Linked DNA regions of Mus musculus: all the other regions are linked to region 3. A link is a contact called in public HiCAR-type and promoter capture Hi-C data. All regions are on one chromosome and are shown on one strand. Each heading gives the region's core, a stretch centred on a gene start, on an enhancer-like site or on the middle of the called end of the contact. The rest is flanking DNA. Distances are from core to core; before and after follow the strand shown.

Region 1 (2,700 bases), core at 168-2,667, 2.9 Mb before region 3:
CGGAGAGCAGCAATTGAGAACTTCTTACCCAGCCCCCACTGCTGTGGATCCAGTCAGCCAGACGTGTCTCCAGGTAGGCCACCATCCAATCCTGCACTTGTCCCACCAAAGGCTCCATTTCTTTGTTGACACTCTCAGCACACAGGGCAGCCCCAAAGACAAAGAATGCCACAAGACGGCCCCAGTTAGGGCCCCCTTGGAAAAGTTCGTCGGAAACCTGGGTGAAGCGTTGCTGGGCTGAGCCTGGGGTCACGTGTAGCTGAGCGGCCAGGTCAGAGAAGGTGCGGCGGAAACGGGTCTCAAACTCGTCTCCAGCAGCCCGCATGGCTTGGTGCAGCGGGTCGGCGGCTGGGCCTTCCCCAGGGCCAGCTCCACAGACATAACCCTTCTGCCTCAGCTTATAGCCTACAAAGTCAGCCACTAGAGCCCGTGTGTCTGGGGTTGAGGCTGGGGTCGCCATCCGGGCGGCTGAAAGGGGCAAGGATGACAGACTGACATAAATATAAGGAAATTATTGACAGAGAGCAAGAAGGGACATTTCCTATTTGATCAAGCTCCTGAGATAGGTGAAATGCTCAGAGGCACTGGGCAGGGCCAAGAAAGAGCAACGGATTTAAGTCATGGGGAGGTTCAGAGCATAAGCAGCTGGCCACGTATAACATGTCAAATTAAGTGTGCAACAGGAAATCTTATTTTTAGACTACTTCAGATTCCTTTCATACGACAGCACCAGCTGTATGCCACCTCTATACACACACACACACACACACACACACACACACACACACACACACACACACACACCCCTTTTTGGCTATAGGAAGGGGCTTAAGACCTCCCCAGGAGCATGATGCGAAGATGTTGGCAGAGGCACAAGATAGGGAGGAGACAGGGGCTGAATAGGAAGATGGGAAAAGCCAAGGGCTGTAATGGGGCAGAAAGGAAGAGGACACTTACCCAGCCTGGATGGCAGCTCTTAGGACCCAGTGCTGGTGGCAGGGAGCCCCCAGCTGAGGCCTTTCATCCTCCCGGCTAGAGTGGAGCCCTGAAAAGGGGAGGGAGAGAGAACTAGGTGGGAAAGGCCTGGGTCTGGCCCGGAAAGAACTGGAACTGCAGCGCCTGGGACTGGGCCCCTACCTCCAAAGCTTTGCCAGCTGTGGGACCGATTCCGTGTTTAATGACTGCCCTCTTGGGAAACCCGGGACCACGGGCTTCCTGCCGACACCATCTCTATTCCCGGTACCCCCAAGAGCAGCCCAAAGGCCCAGCTCCTCCCATTCCCCCACCCTTAGCTGGTCTCCAACCCCGCCCGCCAGCCAGGTTAAGGAATCTCACGGGTCAGGCCGCAGCCGGGATCCGGAATCCGGTTGTTTCCTGGTGGAGGAGCTGGGAGGGAGGGAGGGAGGGAGGGAGAAAGGGAGGAAGGGAAGGAAGGAAGGAGGGAGGAGGGGAGGGCAGGGAGGGAGGGCCCGGCGCCGGGTGATGATGGGACACAGAGATGCGTCCAGAGAGAGGGGCGGGGCTGGGAGGCAGGGCTGGGAAGAGCCACAACTCCAGGAAGAGAGGGCCATTGAAGGGCTGTTCAGAGGCCATAGTGACCTGTGCCGGCTGCCTGCGAAGCCCGCAGTGTCCCCAGAGAAACACACCGGGCCTCAGCAGCTCAGTGCAAATTCAGCATTTCCGGAAGGTCTCTTCTGTTCACGCACTTGTTGAACTTTCCAGCTTGGATTGCGTGCCTAGGAAAAGCAGAGCAGTTCCTATTAAGCTGGGAACAACCTCTTGCCCTTGTGGGGCTAGTAGAAACACTAAACACAAAAATACTTCCCCTCAGGACCTTTAATGCAGTGGGCTCTTCCTTGGCTGGAGTTTCAGCTAGGTATCAAGGTGTCAGGCCTTGGTTTACAGTGTCCACAAGCAATCTTCATCTTTTGTAATCAGATTGATTTTCTTTTCATTTGTTACCCACCACAGGAGTTAATTCTTACTATTTAAAACAAAAATCAAACAATAAAAGGCACAAATTGATACAAGCTTACTAATCTTACACACCCTCTCTAAATACAGGTTACCAATGTTGGGTTAATACCTGTTTTACAGATTACATATATCTATAATTTACATGTGAATATCTACATTCACATATACATGGATTATATATACATTTATCCATACACATATGTTTATATAAATATGTGCTTTTATATATACACATACAATATAAATATGTTTATAAGTATAAATATATATGTTATATATAATTTATAAATGTATCAATATACATATAAATATAAAGTATATCAGTATAGTATATGTAAATATTTTTATATTTTTATATATTCCATATACATATTTATAATATACACATATATGTATATATAATATACATATATCTATTTATATGTGCATTTATGTATATATATATATGTAAAAATATGTATATATAAAAACCGAGTGTGTGTGTATTTTGAAACATGGTTTCTTCTCTGTGTAGCCCTGGCTGCCCTGGAACTCACTTCTATAGAGCAGGCTGGCCTCGATCTCACAGGGATTGGCCTGCCTCTGCCTCAGACACTATGGGATTAAAGGCCCGAGGCACCACTATCCAGCATGTGATAATATCTTTCTGTAGAGCAAGTTTCCAGGGCAAGAAGCTTTCTGACTACAGCAGATCCACAGGAGGGCACTCATCAGTGTGCTGAT
Region 2 (2,700 bases), core at 99-2,598, 2.6 Mb before region 3:
TGAAGAGAAGGAGGAAGTGACCATGGACACCAGTGAAAACAGACCTGAAAATGAGGTGCCTGAGCCTCCTCTGCCTGTTGCAGACCAAGTCAGCAATGATGAGCGCCCAGAGGGTGGTGCTGAAGAAGAGGAAAAGAAAGAGGTAACTAGCCAAGCCACCTGTTGGGGAGGGTGGGCCGAGCGTGGGCCTAGGGAGAATAGACCATCTCAGCCATCCCTCTTACACAGTGGGATGACCTAAAGGGGATAAGGCTATCCTTGGATCAGGATAGGGCAAGGGAGAATTCGCTGGTTTAGCAAGGGATGCCCCTTGTGATAACAGACAAGGTCTTTGATTTCCTTTCCCTACATGAAGCAGTGATATAGACCAGGCTCCTAATTTGGAAGTCTGTTAATGGCCCTTTTTTTTAGAGAGAGAGGGGGGAGAGGGAGGCGAGGGAGAGAGAGAGGAGAGAGAGAGAAAAACCAAAAAACCCAAGTGCAGCTTTCTTGCTGCTGAAGCTTCTGTGAAGCTAACTCCTTGAGCTTTCCCTCCTTTTTAAAAGCTTAATGGCACTTGTCGCCACCTAGTGGGGCTTTGGGTCTCTTACCGAGTCAGCCATGCTGAGGAATTTTTGTTGCTCTTCTGCCCCCCAGTGGTCTAATTACGGAAGTGTAGCTTCTTAGAAATCCAAGGGGTGAACCACAAGGCCCTCTTAGGTTTTGTTTTGTTTTGTTGGCACAAATATTACCACTTTTTCCTATACCCAGTTCAAGAGGCTTCCCCCATTGGAGCCAGCGAGGTCTTCTTGACCCTTAAAGAAATAGAATTAGCTGGGTTTGGGAGTGGTATTATTACAGGGTGGGAGGGGCTGTTGTGTGTGTAGCCTTTCTCTGGTGTGTGTTGCGGGGGTGGGGGCCGGTGAAAGTGATTTGATGTGCAGAATATTATTTATTACAAGGTCCTTCTTCCCCGTAAAACTTTGTCCAAGTACCTCATGTACGGTAATCCGCCCGTAAAATATAACCCTGCCCAACTGGCCAATCGCTGATGCCGCCTCTACCTCTGGACCCACCCGCTGCTACCGAGCCGCCCAATCAGAGCCGAGTGTGCTCCCGGTGTCTTGGCCAGAGGGGCGTGTCTGTGGGCGTCTGTGATGGGCCCCGCCTCCCTTCTTGCTTACATCGGGGCTGAGACGAGCACTGTTCTGGAGAGACTTGTACTGAGAACAAGAAGCATTTGGAAAGGGGTGGACTTGAATCATCGCCCTACTCGGGACACCCCAAGAAGAGTTGTGCCAGTGCTGGGGTGCCTGCCCACATGCCCTTACCTGTCAGAGACTGTGGGTTGCCTTGTTTGCTACAGACTGTTGGGATCCCCATCTAGGGACCAAGAAACCTAAGAGAGTCAGATGTTTATGACGACAGTGCCGAGCTGTAAACACTTGAGTGGGGCCGGTGGCCTAAGCTTTGTTGACTAGAAACCCTGCAGAGAAGTCTGGGGGTCTGTACCCAGGGGCTTAAAGCTGATGGCAGCCCAGCCCGCGTGTCACCACTTGCTCTTCAGATGGACTTTCCTTTGGTCCCTGCTGTCCATGGTGAAGGGCAGCATCGTGTCGGTCGCTTCAGCTTCTCCTCCATCCCTGGAGGCAGGGACTCACTCACCCACCCAACCGGAACCACTGTCTCAGCTGCAGTCCCTGAGGAGGTGCCAACGACAAACCGGAAGACATACTCTGAGCTTGCTGCTGAATGTGTACCAGGTCCTGGGGAAATTGACTACTGCCACCCCCGGGCTACCTTCATCAGAGGCTCCATGATCCTGCTCGGTGACAGGACCTCTCCCCAGTTACACTCAGAGGAGGAAGGGACTTTGGAGTTGTCACCTGGATCCCAAGTGTTGGCTAGTGGCACTGCTGCAGCTTGTCACTGGTGGACATAGGGTCCTGCCTGCCTCATGAAAGAAAGGCAAGGAGCATTCCTGCCGCTCACAGGCCGCTTGCTCATTCATCAGGGACTGCAAGATGATGCCCTACAGGGCCAGGACTGATGCTCTGCCCCCATTCCCCCCTCTGCCCCTCGCTGAGGCTGGCCATCGCCAGTGAACTGTTTTGACATCTTGGAAACTGGGCAGCGTCCCCCCACACGATTCCCTCCCGCCCCCCCTGCGCCCCTGGGAGGACTCTGGCAGTGCCACGCTGACTACCACGCCGTGCGCCCACCTTTTTTGCCAACCCAACCCCCCACCAATTGCACAGCGCCTAGCAGGGAGGGCTCATTCTGATTGGACGGCGGTTGACTAGATACAGTACACAGTGAGGTGCGATTGGCTGAACTGAAGATCCCAGGTGTGAGATGGTACCTGGAACATTTGTCATATTCCTAGTTTATTCTTTTATTTTCTACCTCTTCTTTAATCTTTTATTTTTATAATTTATTTTTTTATTTCTTTGTTGGGTTTATTTATTTGGTTCGTGTTTTTCTTGTTTTAATTAAGTTATTTTGTTTAATTGGTTTTTTGGGTTCTTTTATTTTCTTTCTTTTTTGTTTTTTTTTGTTTGTTTGTTTGTTTTTTTGGTTTTTATTTATTTCCTTTTCTCACTAACTTACCCATCGTGAGCAACCTAGCTAGGGGTCAGGCTGGCTCTTAACACAGACCAAGGAGACTTGGTTAGATGACACAGGTGGGGCTGGGGGTGGGAGGGGAAAGGAGATTAAGGG
Region 3 (2,700 bases), core at 73-2,572:
AAACCATGGCACTACCGGAGCCAGAGCTGCCCACGGCAGTAGCTGGTGGAGTTGAGGACAGACATCCATTTAGCAGTGTGTACTGCTGAGTTCCCAGCAGTTCTCACTTCACAGGCAATCTAGTTCACTCACTTACACCATTATCTGCCTTCTTAGACAATTTATTTTCCACCTCTCAAGGGCCTCATCATTTTAGAGGTCTTGTGCATGACTCTATTTTCGCCATATGATTCAGTAAGATAAGCAGAAGAAGCATGGTGTAATGGCCATGCAAATGAAGTGTAGTTCAGACAGATCTTATGCGCTCAAGCAACAGAGCCAGAATCTAGGTCTCCTGACGCCTGGTCTTGTTTTTCTCCCACTAAGAATTTCACACGGAAGCTCACTGAACTAAACAAGGAGAAATAGGCATGGTTGCTAGTAGACAAATCCCAACTGCGGAGCCATTCAAGCTTCACCACAAATTTCCAACCTTTTCCTTAAATTGTTTGCTCCCCCTCATATTCTATAGTATCTTCCCCAGGAAACTGAGTGAGGCTTTACGACTTAATTTGGCCAACCAATTGTGATGGAAGTTAACATGTATCCATTTGGCGAGCAGCACTGCAGAATTCATAAACAATTCTTCACACTTAGTTCACGATGTAGTGGGGGAGGCAAACTTATGGTGACACAGTAGGGTCTTCATACAGTAAGGCTCAGTCAAGCATGGTGAGTGGCACGTGCCTTTAACTCCAGCACTTACAGGCATGTGGATCAAGGTCTACATGGCAAGTTCCAGGCAGGCAAAGATACATGTGAGACCCTGCCTTTTAGAAAAGAAAAGAAAAGAAAAGAAAAGAAAAGAAAAGAAAAGAAAAGGAAAGAAAAGAAAAGGAAAAAAAATTGAGCCTCCAGCATCTTAGGATCTTAATAATTTACAATGAACAAAGGCCCTTGTCGGTTATTCTGGACACAAAGTAATGAGAAATAAAACCAGAGGTTTTGGCCCTGAGTGTTCAGCATTGTTAAGAGACCCATTTATACGGTCCTTGAGTTTCTCTTAAGATGCAGAATGCAATATCCAGGTTTCCGATTACCGCGGTAAAAGCTGGAAGACAGCTAATTGCTGTTTTCTCTTTATAGTTTCTTTGGCCACTACGTCCTGACTTTGAAGAAAAATATTCTTTTCTCAGAGCCCTTCACTATCCCTGCAGTTTGATTGGGGGAAGAGAAAACATGGAGGAGGCCCGGATTGCGTTCTCTCCATTCCAGAGCCTGATCCCAGATCTGTCTCCACCCACTAATACTCACACGTAACTTTGTCATAGGGCGACTATTACCACTCCCAAGGTGTCACAAACAGAAAGGATCTGCAGCTGGCGCCACTGCAATGTCAAGGCAAGCCAGCCAGGCTGCGCTCTAGCCTCACTGGTACCTGGGCTTGCCTGAGCCCGGAGAAGCAGCATTCTCTAGGGAAAAGAAGCCTTCTCAAGTGGGAACAAAAATGAATGTGAGGCGAACACCCATCCCGGGCACTATGTGAATTTGGGGTGAGTTCTCTTAGGCCTAGTCAATCTCTACTTTTTAGCAGCTACTAAGCTGTCCCCCCTCTCCCCGGTGCTATTGGGATCCACCGTTTTCCTGGGCTTTCTCCGCTCCCCCAAACCAACCGAGTCTATCATCTTTGTACACTTGCAGAGGTCATAAGTGGTGTGGGCACAGTACAAAAAGAGCTTCAGCGACCGTACCGCTGCAGGGATCAAAGGCCCGCCGGGGGCGGCCGAAAGGCTGAGCCTGCGCAGTCCTGCTCCCGCCTTGGAAAGGGTGGCGGCCACGCGGGCTCGGTCCACCAGCGTGCTCGCTAGAGGCGGGAAAGTCTTAGGTCGGTACCCCCGCCTGCCCAGCCAGCCTGTCCTCTCCAGCTCCCGGCCCGGGGGGGAGGGGGCGAGGAGGGCCGGCGCCTCTGACTCATCATCTCCAACCCCCTTCTCGCGCGCGCTCCAAGTCTCAGGACTTTGAACCTGGGCACTCGCGCGAGGGGCGCGGCGGCAGCACCAGGGGAAGCGCGGCTTGGCCCGGCGCCGACCCCCAGCCTTTGTCAGTACCGGCAGCTGCGGGCACGAGGGCTAGAGACCCGCAGCCGGTGGCGGTGACCTGGCCGCGGTGGCGGCGCCTCTGTGCGCGACGGCCCTCCCGGCGCCTCCCCGCACGCGGGGCCAGTGGTCGCGTCCGAGGAAAACTCGGCTAGGCCTTGCTCCCAGCGCCTGGCGTCACTCAGCAGATGCACAGCGCCCCCGCCGCCGAGGGAAGGCTCTTTATTTTGCAGTAGGTCACGGGGTAGCGGGGCATCCTGGGATTTGTAGTCTCGGGTGAATTAGGCAGGACCCGGATCCAAGGGAGACCTGGAGCACAACCGACGCGGATTCTGGGTTGGCTGGTGCAGCAACCCGGCTTGGAGTGGATGGGATTGTGAAAGGTGAACAGTGAGAGGAGGCAGATGTGAAATGAAGCTGGATGGAGAGGCAGGGAGGAAGAAGTCGAAGAATGCAAGGGAGGAAGCTGCTTGACGAGGCGTGAGGTGAGGGAGGTCTCTAGTCCAGAAATTATCTCCCTCTAGTGGGGAAGAGAAGAGAAATGGGCCTGGGTTGAGGGGAAATTGAGGGCACTCTGGGCTTCAGGCACATTCTGGGGGAAGTCCAGTTATAGTCCAAGGGAGGT
Region 4 (2,700 bases), core at 57-2,556, 2.2 Mb before region 3:
AGATGCATTTCATATTATGTGGAGTAGGAACCCGTCTGGTTATCCTTCCACATCCCACCCACTCTACAGTAACACAAGAGCACAGAGGCTACATTTCTAGGAGTGCAAACTTCTCTCTTGTGAATATGGATTTACCTCTTTTAACAGACTAAGGCTTTCCAAAGACACGAGTGATTCACTGGAACCTGGGCAGGGCTATTTACGTCTTATTGGATTGTGGCGCTAAGTGTTTCCGGGCTAAATACAGATAACAAGCGACAGTAGTTCAGTTGCGGGTTTAGAAATGCTGCTCAACTAGTTAGGCAGGGCAGTTGGAAGTGTCTTAAACGCTGAAATGAAGTACCGGATTCTATGCGGGTAGACTTTTTAACTGAAAGATGAGATACTAGGTTTAGAAGGTCGGGTTATTGTGAACTTGTAATGGCAGTGCAAACCAGAAGGCAGAACTTAAGTTTTCTTCAGCTAAAACGCTAAAAAGCAGTTAATTGTACTTGTTAAAACCTCAAACTTTCAATTCTTTTTCTATAAAATGATTCAGAGGATCAGGTTGAAACAAATATGCTCTTTGGAGCCATTCAAGGAATATTATAACAATACCTGTTGTACAATGTCAGTTTGCTGCTGATCCTGACCCTTCACTCTACGCACAAGTGACTATCTCTCTTTTTAGACAGTGACTGATTAACCTAAAAATTCCTACAATATAACTACAGCTATTGGACCTCCTTGGTACTCAACGAGCGTTTGTTGAATGAATGAATACCTGCTGGCTTAGGTTCTTCGTGGGGCCCAGATTCAGCCTTCCAGTTCAGGATCCTGTAGAGGTCAACCCTCTCCCGCCAGTGTAAACCGGCGCTTGGCCCGTATAAGCATAGTTCTCACTGCGGAGGAACTTGACCTGCTCTAATGATCGGTCATAGGCATCTGAAGATAGAGCTTTTAAGAGAATTAGGGCCAGGCAGGTTAAGTCCCTGGACCGCCAGCTTGGTCTCTAAGCAGATTCCCAAGCTAGACCACTGAGGGGGATCAAAGAGAGCCGGAACTCTCTGGGAAGCGTCTCTGTCCGCTGTTAAACCTCTCCCCTTGTTCCGGTCACAAATCTCGTCGCCAGAGCAACAGAGGGCGTCAACAAACGCAGGGCGGAAATAAGGCTATAGTACACGTCTCCAGAGGGGGAGATAGGCCCTGCGCAGGAGCATTAATTTATTTCCGTTTGTAGTTCTCAGTCTGGGTATGCAGCCTGTGTCTGCGCATTAATTGTGACGCACCAAGGCTGGCCTTTACGCCGGAGCCAATTGGCCCGCCGGTGTGGGCGTGGCTAGGGCCCGCTAACGCGCACGCGCGAGCCACATCGTCTGTGGTCGTCCGGTATCCGAAGTCCCCGTGTTCGTCATGTCGGCGTCTGTGGTGTCCGTCATCTCCCGGTTCCTGGAGGAGTACTTGAGCTCCACTCCGCAGCGGCTGAAGTTGCTGGACGCCTATCTCCTTTATATACTGCTGACCGGGGCGCTGCAGTTCGGCTACTGTCTCCTCGTGGGCACCTTCCCCTTCAACTCTTTCCTCTCTGGCTTCATCTCTTGTGTGGGCAGCTTCATCCTAGCGGGTAATGATTCTGTATCCTGGTCATAATGTCCCACTTTGGCGCGCAGCTTCGTCCTCACGGTACCCTTTGGTAGTTTGTAGAAGGCCGTCGTCTGTGAAGTCACGCTTACTTCTTGGGATCCAGGAAGCAGGCTCAGAAATGTCACGTTTCTAATGCCTAACAGGAGTTGAAACTGAATATGTAAAGAAATAGTCTTCTGGTGTTCGTCGCAATTAATACTTCTCTAAGGAAAAATATCCTACCTTGATGAAACTTTAACACAAATTTAAAGTTGGTAGAGCTTTAAATTAAAATGCCAAGCTGAGACATTTCTATCACTTTGGCCTAATCCCTACTTCATCTAGGAGAAGACTTTGGTGATAGTATAGGAATATAAATATTAGTGACTGCTTGTGAGGAGGCAACCCAATTGATGCTGGCTTTTTAGTTGCCCCTACTTATTTCTGTGCATAATTTATGTGCTTTTTCTCTTTACCCTCAACTCAATTTTTATTCACACAATTGTGTATTAGCTCTTCTTTCTTCTACACATTTAATAACCTTACAGACTTCCAGGTTTAATGAGGATTGCCGCCATGGATTTCATCTGAAGTCTGACTTTTCTTGCCCCATGGAACTGAGAGAATACTGGGAACAGGTTTGGCTTAGGAATGTTACTACCAAATGTATCATGGTCAGTCAGCAGTGTTTTGGGGGTTTATTAGCAATTGTTTTCCTCAGTGAATTACAGCTGGTTTGGGCAGAGACAAAATATAGCATTGGACTTGTCTGGAGACTTGATTTAGTGTCTTAACATAAACCTCACGTCACATGTACACATTCACATTGCTAGGTCAGGCCCACTGGGAACAATTTTACTTTTCAGAACTTAAATAGGCCCCAGCCGACTTGTGCCCCAGTCAGAGCTAGAGCTGCAAAGTCAGCTTATTCAGTGGTCATCATAGTGTCTTTGGTTTTTGGTCCAGTTTCTGGAGGCTACACCCTAACCATCAGGATATGTTAGCACCATTAGCCAGGTCTGACAAACCTCTCTACTGTGCCCAGTACTGTTCCCGACAGAGAACAGTAAGAGGCTGAGAACCTCTTACTTATTTAGC
Region 5 (2,700 bases), core at 77-2,576, 2.6 Mb before region 3:
GAACACATCTTTTTCTTTTAATGTGGTTAAAGCATGCATCACCATTTTTAGAGTTCTTTTCATTTTCTTTTATAAACTCATAGGTCAGGGGTTCGAGTGAGGAGGAAAAGGCAGGAAGTCCTAGAAAGAAGACTTGAGAAGGGTCATGGGTTTCAGATATTAAAACATAAATAAATAGGTGAGAGAGAGAGAGACGGAGAGGGAGAGGGAGAGGGGGGGGGGAGAAAGAGAACTTAGTGTCCAGCAGAGACACTGGTGAAGGCTGCCAAACCCCTGTGGACTTGAGTTTGATCCTTCAGACCCTCTAGGTGGAGAGAATTCCTGCAAGTTGTCCCCTATTCTTTTTTTTTTTTTTTTTTTTTTTTTTCTTTTTTCTGAGACAGGGTTTCTCTGTATAGCCCTGGCTGTCCTGGAACTCACTTTATAGACCAGGCTGGCCTCGAACTCAGAAATCCGCCTGTCTCTGCCTCCCGAGTGCTGGGATTAAAGGCATGCGCCACCACACCTGGCACAAGTTGTCCCCTAATTGCCACACTTTGCATTGCGGCACGCGAGTGCCCCCACCAAAAGAAAAAATACACACACACACACACACACACACACACACACACACACACACGTATGTATGTATGTATGTTAGTGTGTGTGTGTGTGTGTGTTCGCGCAAACGTTTTATAATAAAAAGGTGCAGTGAGACCGGTTTATGGACTGCTTAAAATCGAGGTTTAAGCAATGGTCTACATGCAGGGTGTGTGAGGGAGACATTTTGGTTTCTTCAGAATGTGGTTTTAGCCTAGTAGGGGAGCCTGGCTCAGGCTGTGCAAAAACAAGCCCCAAGTGTAAGGCTACTTAGCCTCTCACTTGAACAACGTTACACTCATAGATGTTCATGTAAAGGTGGGCTGCTAGACAACTTGTGTGACCCAGAGACACTGGCCTGGGAAACCAAGGGTTGGAGGGCCTCGCCCCCCAAACCTGACGCTCAATCAGCCTAAGAGGTCCCAAGTTCGCTAGTTCTCCCAGCTTAGCAATGTCAGAGGGCGCTCACTCACAGGGTGGTTCTTCTGAGCCTGGCTTGGGGGGCGGGGAGGGAGAACGAGACGGGAAAGATGAGCGGACAGCGAGGAGAAAGGGAAGGGCAGTGGGCGCATCGGCCAGGTCCGGGAGCTCGCGGCCCTCGGGGGCCCCCCGGACGGGCGCCTCGGGTGCGGCGCGTGTGCTTGCGGGCGGGGCGGGCGGCGGCCAATCCGGGCGGGCGGCCGGGAAGGGGCGGGGCTTGTGAGCTCCGGCTCCGCGAGTCCTCCTTTTTTGCACACACACGAATACAAAGAGCCATACGACCTTCGAGTATCCTTTTTCCATTTTTTTTCCTCCTTCATCTTGTGTGCGTTTTCCAAATTTTTAAAAATAGAGATCTGTGGCAGTGCTGGGGTGAGGAAACTGTTGCTAAGGGGAATTTGCTCTTTTCCCCATTTCTTTTCCTGTCTCTCTTTCTCTTTCTTTTTCCTGGTCGAGGTTTAAAAATATACCAAGTTGAGAAGCCGTGTGCAACTGTTCCCAGACCAATTTACAGATTTTTTTTTTCTTTTTGGATCACATTTTAAGAATTGGTAAATTTTGTGGTTGAAGGATTTAAATTTTAGTCGCTTGGGGAAGTATAGATTTGTTTTTAATCGGGTTAAAGCGATAATGTGAATTTCTACCACAGGCAACAGAGAGATTTGAGGTGCCCTCACAAAGCCTTTGGCATGTATTTTAGACACACTCACTCAGAACCAAAACCAAGTGCTGTAGCAGCAATGTAGCAGCGAGTGTGACAGGCCAATAGATTAAATATACTGGGTTATTTTAATTGGGACACTCATTTCCCAGGAGAGAAGGGAAAGCTCTCTCACAGTGTTTTGCACACACAATTTCATGAGGACATTTGTGTGTATGTACACTTAAAACATACCATTTCGTATGGATTCATCTTGTGGTTTATTCTTTGTATTTATGTAAAGTATGTGTATATGTGCTGTTATCGGATTTTATTTTTAAAGTGTTTTCATTTGATTTTATGTGTGTAAAATAGACCTTAGGATGTTTTTTCCCCTCTGTGTTCCCAAATGTGATCAAAACAGGATTTCAAATGCAAAGTAAAGCGTAGAGGAAATCCTGCACTTAGCATACTTAAGAACTTTCATCCTATTGGAATTTACCTTCTTTTCTGCTTCTTTTTATATCAGATTAGTGAATAATTAAATAATTGCCCCAAAGCCTGCAGTCAGTGTGTTTGGCAAACGAAGTGGGGGGGACGGGGACTGAGTGTGTAGTCCAGAGCCTTTTAGTGACTTTTTAAATGCTTTTGGTTTTTTATTGGTTTTCCTTCCTAAACATGCAACTGTGTATATTTTAGCCTTTATGAGTAGTTTTGGGGGGAGGTACCAGAAGGGAATCTCCTGGCATTTTGACAAAGTGACCTTTTATTGGTTGGGATTTGTTTGGAAAACTCCACATCTGGGAAAGTGTGTGAGACAATATTCTAGTCCAGTTACTGAACGGGGGTGGGGGTGGGGTCCTGGGAGGGGTACTTGGGGTAGGGGCAAGAGGAGGCAAACGCAAAACCCAGGAGGGATAAGAAATACAATGTGATTGTTATTTTGCTTTCTGTGAATGCAAAGCTTCCCCCATATCGTCACATTTTTGGAAAAGTGTGTG

The links. Promoter capture Hi-C pulls out the DNA fragments that hold promoters and counts their contacts. HiCAR-type assays count read pairs that join an accessible place to other places.
Region 1: a promoter capture Hi-C map of liver shows a contact between it and region 3, with 4 times the contacts expected there. The contact joins the promoter of Bcl2l2 here to the promoter of Zfp219 in region 3. A contact is called at or near these places in 2 of 39 promoter capture datasets (liver and pre-B cells).
Region 2: a promoter capture Hi-C map of liver shows a contact between it and region 3, with 2.3 times the contacts expected there. The contact joins the promoter of 4930579G18Rik here to the promoter of Zfp219 in region 3. A contact is called at or near these places in 2 of 39 promoter capture datasets (both in liver).
Region 4: a HiCAR-type map of astrocytes shows a contact between it and region 3, with 2.3 times the contacts expected there. The contact joins the promoter of Dad1 here to the promoter of Zfp219 in region 3. A contact is called at or near these places in 2 of 39 promoter capture datasets (hippocampal neurons and liver), 1 of 115 datasets of contacts at active chromatin or transcription factors (astrocytes) and 2 of 9 other capture datasets (adipose tissue and liver).
Region 5: a contact with region 3 is called in a promoter capture Hi-C map of liver, with 4 times the contacts expected there. The contact joins the promoter of 4931414P19Rik here to the promoter of Zfp219 in region 3. A contact is called at or near these places in 3 of 39 promoter capture datasets (hippocampal neurons, liver and pre-B cells) and 1 of 115 datasets of contacts at active chromatin or transcription factors (embryonic stem cells).

Annotation. Positions count from the first base shown.
Region 1 is chr14:54,882,142-54,884,841 of GRCm38.p6, reverse strand. Bcl2l2 (BCL2-like 2) reads right to left here and starts at 1,417. Exons shown (of 4, transcript NM_007537.1): 1 at 1,336-1,417; 2 at 958-1,045; 3 at 29-468. The coding sequence starts at 460.
Region 2 is chr14:54,649,159-54,651,858 of GRCm38.p6, reverse strand. 4930579G18Rik (RIKEN cDNA 4930579G18 gene) reads right to left here and starts at 1,348. Exons shown (of 6, transcript NR_038053.1): 1 at 1,311-1,348; 2 at 591-794; 3 at 45-119. Acin1 (apoptotic chromatin condensation inducer 1) reads left to right here. Exons shown (of 19, transcript NM_023190.3): 9 at 1-142.
Region 3 is chr14:52,019,355-52,022,054 of GRCm38.p6, reverse strand. It overlaps Zfp219 (zinc finger protein 219), which reads left to right and starts at 1,322. Exons shown (of 5, transcript NM_027248.2): 1 at 1,322-1,532. Tmem253 (transmembrane protein 253) reads right to left here. Exons shown (of 7, transcript NM_001033805.3): 7 at 2,268-2,700.
Region 4 is chr14:54,252,535-54,255,234 of GRCm38.p6, reverse strand. It overlaps Dad1 (defender against cell death 1), which reads left to right and starts at 1,306. Exons shown (of 3, transcript NM_001113358.1): 1 at 1,306-1,603. The coding sequence starts at 1,393. It also overlaps a transcript of Abhd4 not described here.
Region 5 is chr14:54,604,534-54,607,233 of GRCm38.p6, reverse strand. It overlaps 4931414P19Rik (RIKEN cDNA 4931414P19 gene), which reads left to right and starts at 1,326. Exons shown (of 7, transcript NM_028890.2): 1 at 1,326-1,431.